Linked DNA regions of Anser cygnoides: region 1 is linked to region 2. The links are chromatin contacts, called in public Hi-C maps. All regions are on one chromosome and are shown on one strand. The core of a region is the stretch at or near the end of the contact, and the rest is flanking DNA. Distances in the headings are between cores, read along the strand shown.

Region 1 (3,039 bases), core at 191-2,690, 150 kb before region 2:
CAGCATTTTTCCTGCAGAGACAGAAGTGAATTTTCCATTGTTTTGATTATTTTGATTAATGTATCTTAGCCTGGGGGAGAATCACTCCTGCCCAAAGAGGTTAAAGTCCAAGCACACAAATAATTCACACAAGCTCTCAGATTGCTCTACAGAAATACAGCTGACTATTAGTCAGCATAATTTGCCTATCTGAAAAAATATTCCATTAGTTATGTTGCCATTTTGGAAAAGCATTTGGGGAGAAAAACAAGCAACTTATTTGATAAGCAAAGATCTTTCATTCTTCTCATGAGGAAGACAGATTCTTTTCCTGGGGATGGGCATTTATTTTGACTGCAGCTGTTAGAAATGTAACAGCAAGGGCTACACAGCGAATATTTTGAAGAAACTGAAATAAGGAAGAGATTGAAAGTGCTTCTATGCTTTCAGCTTCAGCATAACCACGTATCAGTATCTACTGCTCAGACATCTTTGGTTATGACAGGAGGAAAAAAAATACACTCGAGCAATTGTGATGCAACAGAGGCAAAAACGTAAGTAAATTAGTTAAATCGCCTCCGTTAGCATTCAAGGCCTTCTCCATCCACTTTCTTAGAAGAAAGTGACAATACCCTAACGAGATGCTGTAAGAATCCTTGGTTGTGGTGAGACACATGGTACAGTCAAAGCAAGATAATTACTCTGTAATTCCTTAGGAGGAATTTGTGTCTTTGTGGAACTCATGGTTAACTGCAGCGCTAACGCTAAGCACGTTGAAGCTGCTCGGACTGTACAGAACAATGCTTACAGCTGTGAGCACACGGGACAAGAAAATAACCTCCCACTGAAGGATGGGAGTTTTGTAAGGACGCTTTGCATTCTTTCACCTACTGCACAATACACATTTGAAGACCAAGCTCCAGTTTTTCTGCTTCGGGAATAAGGGAAGCGATGAGCCCACAGGGCCTTTCAGGTCATTTTACCTTGCTGTGCACGTCCGGCGGGCAGGGGGGAAGAAACTCAGTCCGTCAGGGGAACGGCTCCCGTTTGTTTCCAGCCCCAGCTGCGACGATAACAAAGAGCAGGGTGAAGCCCCGTTTCCTCAGACACGGCTCGCAAGGCTCAAGCACGGCCAGGTGCGCTGGTCCCTGTTTGTTCGGGGCATCCCCGCCGCCCTGACAGAACTCCGCAAGCACAGAGCGCGCCGTAAGGGCTCCTCTGGGAAGTCTGGCGCTCCTTCAGAGCGGGGCGGCAGGGAAAGAGGAGATTAAAACCGCTCCTGCCCCCCGCCCCCCGCCCCCGCACTCACCTCAGGCGCCAGGCTCCACGGCGAGGCAAGGCCGCGGCCCGCGCGAGCCCGCTACGGGTCCCCGCGAGGCCCAAAGGCGGCGCGGGGCGGGCTCGGCCCGGGCCGGCCCCACCCGGGGGGCACGGCCGCGGATCCCGGCACCGCCCCCCCCGGGGCGAGGAGCTGGGGGCGGGGCCACCCCGGGGTGTGGCCGCGGGCGGGGGCGTGGCCTGGCGCGCGGGGGGGGCGTGGCCGGGCGCTCTCTCGCGGAGGAGCAGGAGCCGCCGCCATTTTGGTGTCGCTGCCTCGGCTCGGAGCAGGGCCGGAGCGGCGGCCGCTCGGTCCGGGTCCCGCCCTGGCCCCGTCCGCGCTGGGCGGCCGGGAGGATGCGGCGCGGAGGAGCCCGGCCTCGGCCTCGGCCGCGTTGTCGCTGACACGGTGAGGAGCGGGCGGGCGGGCGAGCGAGCGGGCGGCGGGCGGGGACCGGGACCGCCTCAGGCCCGGAGCCCGGGGGGAGGGGAGCCCGGCCGGGAGCCGCCGCGGGGCCGCCCCGCCGCGCACCGGCGCCCAGGCCGCGCCGCCCCGCACCCCCGCCGCGGCCCTGCCGGCGGGCTCGGGGCAGCCCCGGCGGCGCGGCCTGCCGAGGCGGCGGCGGCGGCGGCGGTGGTGGGGGATCCCCGGCGGCCGGGCCGGGACGCGGCGGGGGAGGCTCCCCGGTGACAGGAGCGGGGCCCGGGGTGCCCGCGGTGCGTCCGGAGCCCCTCGGGGGGGGGTGGGGGAGGCCGCCGGCCGTGCCCCCGCGTGGGGCCGGGCCGGGCGGGGGGCGCGGTGCCGCCTGACAGCTGGGCCCGGGGGGCGGCAGCCGGTTCCCGGGGAGCCCCCTCGGCAGCCGGGCCCCGCTGGGCTCTCCCCGAGTCGCCTTTCGCGGAGTAGGCGGCTTTCCGCTCGTCGGGATGCCGGCTGGTTCGGGTGGGCTCCTCTGCTTGCGGGCCTCCCCCCCCCGCCCCAAATCATACTCACAAAATTTCCCTTCCGTTGCGGTTTTAATCTCGTTTAGTTTCCCGGCCGGTAATCTGGGATTTGGTGGGTCCTCAGCTTGACTCGGTTGTCAGACCAGAAGCCAAACCGTGTTGCTATCCTTTTCTTTGTATTAGATAATCCCCGGAGTTTGTAGCTTCTGCTTTGCACCCTTGGTTTTGTGGTTCCTTCACCCCGTTAATTACTTAGCAGAGAACTGGAAACAACTTGGAGCGTGGGTTCCATGCGATGGCCTCAGGACATAGATTCGCACTCTTGGTAGTTGTGCGTTATCAGGAGCAGGTCAGAGAAACGAGGCAGTGGGATCTTGCACTGGCTTTCCAGTCTTGTCAGTAGAGTTTGGGGGAGCTGGCCCTGCTGCATGTGTGGTTAAATAAATTTTCTTTGACTTTATGGCCATACGTTTACATACACTTAGTTTTCATTCTCAAGAACAGCATGCCTTTTTGCATCTCGTGTTATTTGTTTGGGCTGTCTTCCTTGTGTTACCGTAGATTGCACCTGCAAAAGCAGTGCTTTCTGTGAATGTGGGAGCGTGTAAGATTTTGGGGGTTAATCCTGAACGCTTTGTGTTTCGCATGGTCATCCATGAGGACCTGGAGACCATCCCTGGTGTTTCCGCCTCCGTGTGAATGGAGTTGTTCTAGCAGCTGGTTGAACATATGGGTAGAGATGGGCTCTAAAATCATCATCTGTTTGCCTACTTGAGTTCTTAAGAAGCATTCTTACTCGAA
Region 2 (2,801 bases), core at 135-2,634:
CTGGATTAGGACTGGGAATAGGGCCAGGATACGGGCCGGCACTGAGACCAGGATCAGGGCCAGGATCAGAACCAGGATAGGGACCGGCACCAAGACCAGGATCAGGGCCAGGATAAGGACCGGCATCAAGACCAGGAGCAGGACCAGGAGCAGGGACCAGGACCAGGAAAGGAACCGGCATCAACACCAGGATCAGGACTAGGATAAGGACCGGCATTGAGACCAGGATCAGGGCCAGGAACAGGACTGGCATTGAGACCAGGATCAGGGCCAGGATCAGAACCAGGATAAGGACCGGCATCAAGACCAGGAGCAGGACCAGGATCAGGACCAGGACCAGGAACCGGCATCAAGACCAGGATCAGGGCCAGGATAGGGACCGGCACCAAGACCAGGATCAGGACTAGGATAAGGACTGGCATCGAGACCAGGATCAGGACCAGGATCAAGGACCAGGATCAGGGACTGGCATCAAGGCCAAAATCAGGGCCAGGACCAGGACCAGGAGCAGGATCTGGGCCAGGATAGGGACCGACATCGAGACCAGGATCAGGACTAGGATAAGGACCGGCATCAAGGCCAGGATCAGGACTAGCATTGAGATCAGGATCAGGGCCAGGATCAGGGACCAGCACTGAGACCAGAACCAGGGCCAGGATCAGGGCCAGGATAGGGACCGGCATCGAGACCAGGATCAGGACCAGGATCAAAGACCAGGATCAGGGACTGGCATCAAGGCCAAAATCAGGACCAGGACCAGGACAGGGACCAGGACCTGCATGCAGGCTGAGGCCAGCACCGGGATCAGGTCCGGAGCAGGACCAGCCCCAGCCCCAGGACCCCCACCACGGCGCACGGGCAGCACCGGGCACTCCCCGCCCCGGTCCCCGCGGGGGGCGCTGGGCTCTCGGCGTCCTGGGAGGCCTCGGGGAGCTTTCCCCGGTGCCCGGTGCGCCCCGCCCGGGGCTCGGTGAGGGCCGATCCGGCCCCCCCGGGCCCGGCGGGGAACGGGCCGAGGCAGCGAGGCCTCTCCGCGGCCTGCCGGGCCCTCAAGGGCACCCCGGCCGCTCCCCCCCCCCCCCCGCGGCCATCGCCGCCGCCCCGGCCCCGCCGCCGCCCCGCCGCGTTGCCATGGCGACGCCGGTCCCGGGAGAGCCCGGCCCGGCCCCGCTCGGTCCCCGCTCGGTCCCCGCTCGGTCCCCGCTCGATCCCCGCCGCCGCTCACGCTGATGCGGACGAGGGCGTCCATGATGGAGGTGAAGGTCTGCAGGTCCTCGCCCTCGGCCATGGCTCCGCGCCCGGGGCCGGTCCCGGCGGCAGCAGCGGCCGCCCGGTTCTGGTGCAGGGAGCGGCGGAACCGGGGGGAGGGCGGGGGGGGGCGGCGGCGCGCATGCTCCGAGGGACCCGCCCCGGAGAGGGGGGGGCGGCGGGGGGCGGCGGCACCGGGCCGGTACCGGGACGCCCCCTCCGCTCCCCGGGGCGGCCCCCGGCGGCTCCTCGCGGACGGCAGCGCGGCGCCGGGCCCGGGGCCCGCTGCGGAGCCGGGAAGGGGCCGAACGGAGCCGGCTGGAGGGTTGGGGGGGGTGGGAGAGGAGGGGGCGGGCTGCTGGGGGGGGCGGCCGCGCCCCCGCCCGGTGCCCCGGGGCCTCCCCGCGCCCCGCTCCCCGCCGCCGGGGGGCGCGCGGACCGGCGGGGCCTGCAGCGCCGCGCCCGGCCGCTAGGGGGCGCCCGAGCCGCGGCCGAGCCCCGCGCGGGGGCGCGCATGAGCCGCGCGTGCCCGCGGCTGCCGCCGTGTCCCGTTGGGGGGGCCGCGCAGTGCGCGTGCGCGGATCCGGGGCGCGCCTGCGCAGTGCGGGGGGAGCGGCGGCGGCGGGGCCGGGAGGGGAAAGGGCCGGGGGGGCGACGCCGCGGGGCACCATGGGTAACGGGACCGGGGGGGTGGGGGGGGGCTGCGGGGGGCGATCGGGGCCCTGAGGGGGGCGTCAGGGGGCGATCGAGGCCTTGAAGGGGGGTTCAGGGACCGGGACCGGGGCCTGAGGGGGCGGGGGGGACTCGGGGGGGAGGCTGCAGCCCCGGGGGGGGGCTGCGGGGACCGGGCCCGGGGCCTCAGGGAGCGGGGGAGGCCCCGGGGGGGGCGATCAGGGCCTTGGGGGGGCTGCAGGGGGCGATCGGGGCGTGGGGGGGGGGGCTGTAGGCTCCAGGACCGGGGCCTCAGGGGGCGAGGGGGGCCTCGGGGGGCTGCAGGGACTGGGACCGGGGCCTGAGTGGGTGGGGGGGCTTCGGGGGGGGGTGCAGAGGGCGATCGGGGCCCTGGGGGGGGGGTCAGGGGGCAATCAGGGCCTTGGGGAGGCTTCAGGGGGCTTTCAGGGCCTTGAGGGGTCTTTGGGGGTCAGCCCCCCACCCTGCTGAGCCGGGGCTGTGCCGCAGCCGTAGGCACGGGCACGTCGCTGGCGCTCTCGTCGCTGCTGTCGCTGCTGCTGTTCGCCGGGATGCAGATGTACAGCCGGCAGCTGGCCTCCACCGAGTGGCTCACCATCCAGGGCGGGCTGCTGGGCGCCGCGCTCTTCGTCTGCTCCCTCACCGTATCCTTTGGGGCCGCGCGGGGAGCGGGGCTGGGGAGGTGGTTCCCGGTTCCGTGCCTTAACCCCCTGCGCAGGCCTTCAACAACCTCGAGAACCTGGTGTTTGGCAAAGGCTTCCAGGCCAAGATATTCCCCGAGAGTAAGTGCCACCAGCGGGGAGGGGAAGGCGCCGTCGGCTGCGGGCGCTGGGCGTGCAGCCCCACGTTGGGTTTGCAGAGGG

What was found. A called contact is a pair of places that touch in the nucleus more often than the background predicts.
Region 1: a Hi-C map of liver shows a contact between it and region 2, with 2.4 times the contacts expected there. The contact joins the promoter of DAP3 here to the promoter of TRIM46 in region 2. A contact is called at or near these places in 2 of 7 Hi-C or Micro-C datasets (both in liver).

What each region holds. Positions count from the first base shown.
Region 1 is chr33:3,325,889-3,328,927 of Taihu_goose_T2T_genome, reverse strand. DAP3 (death associated protein 3) reads right to left here and starts at 1,440. Exons shown (of 13, transcript XM_066985908.1): 1 at 1,289-1,440; 2 at 963-1,042; 3 at 1-11. The coding sequence starts at 6. It overlaps ASH1L (ASH1 like histone lysine methyltransferase), which reads left to right and starts at 1,534. Exons shown (of 28, transcript XM_066985888.1): 1 at 1,534-1,705.
Region 2 is chr33:3,173,512-3,176,312 of Taihu_goose_T2T_genome, reverse strand. It overlaps TRIM46 (tripartite motif containing 46), which reads right to left and starts at 1,384. Exons shown (of 10, transcript XM_066985841.1): 1 at 1,226-1,384. The coding sequence starts at 1,288. KRTCAP2 (keratinocyte associated protein 2) reads left to right here and starts at 1,773. Exons shown (of 5, transcript XM_066985848.1): 1 at 1,773-1,921; 2 at 2,428-2,582; 3 at 2,657-2,720. The coding sequence starts at 1,918.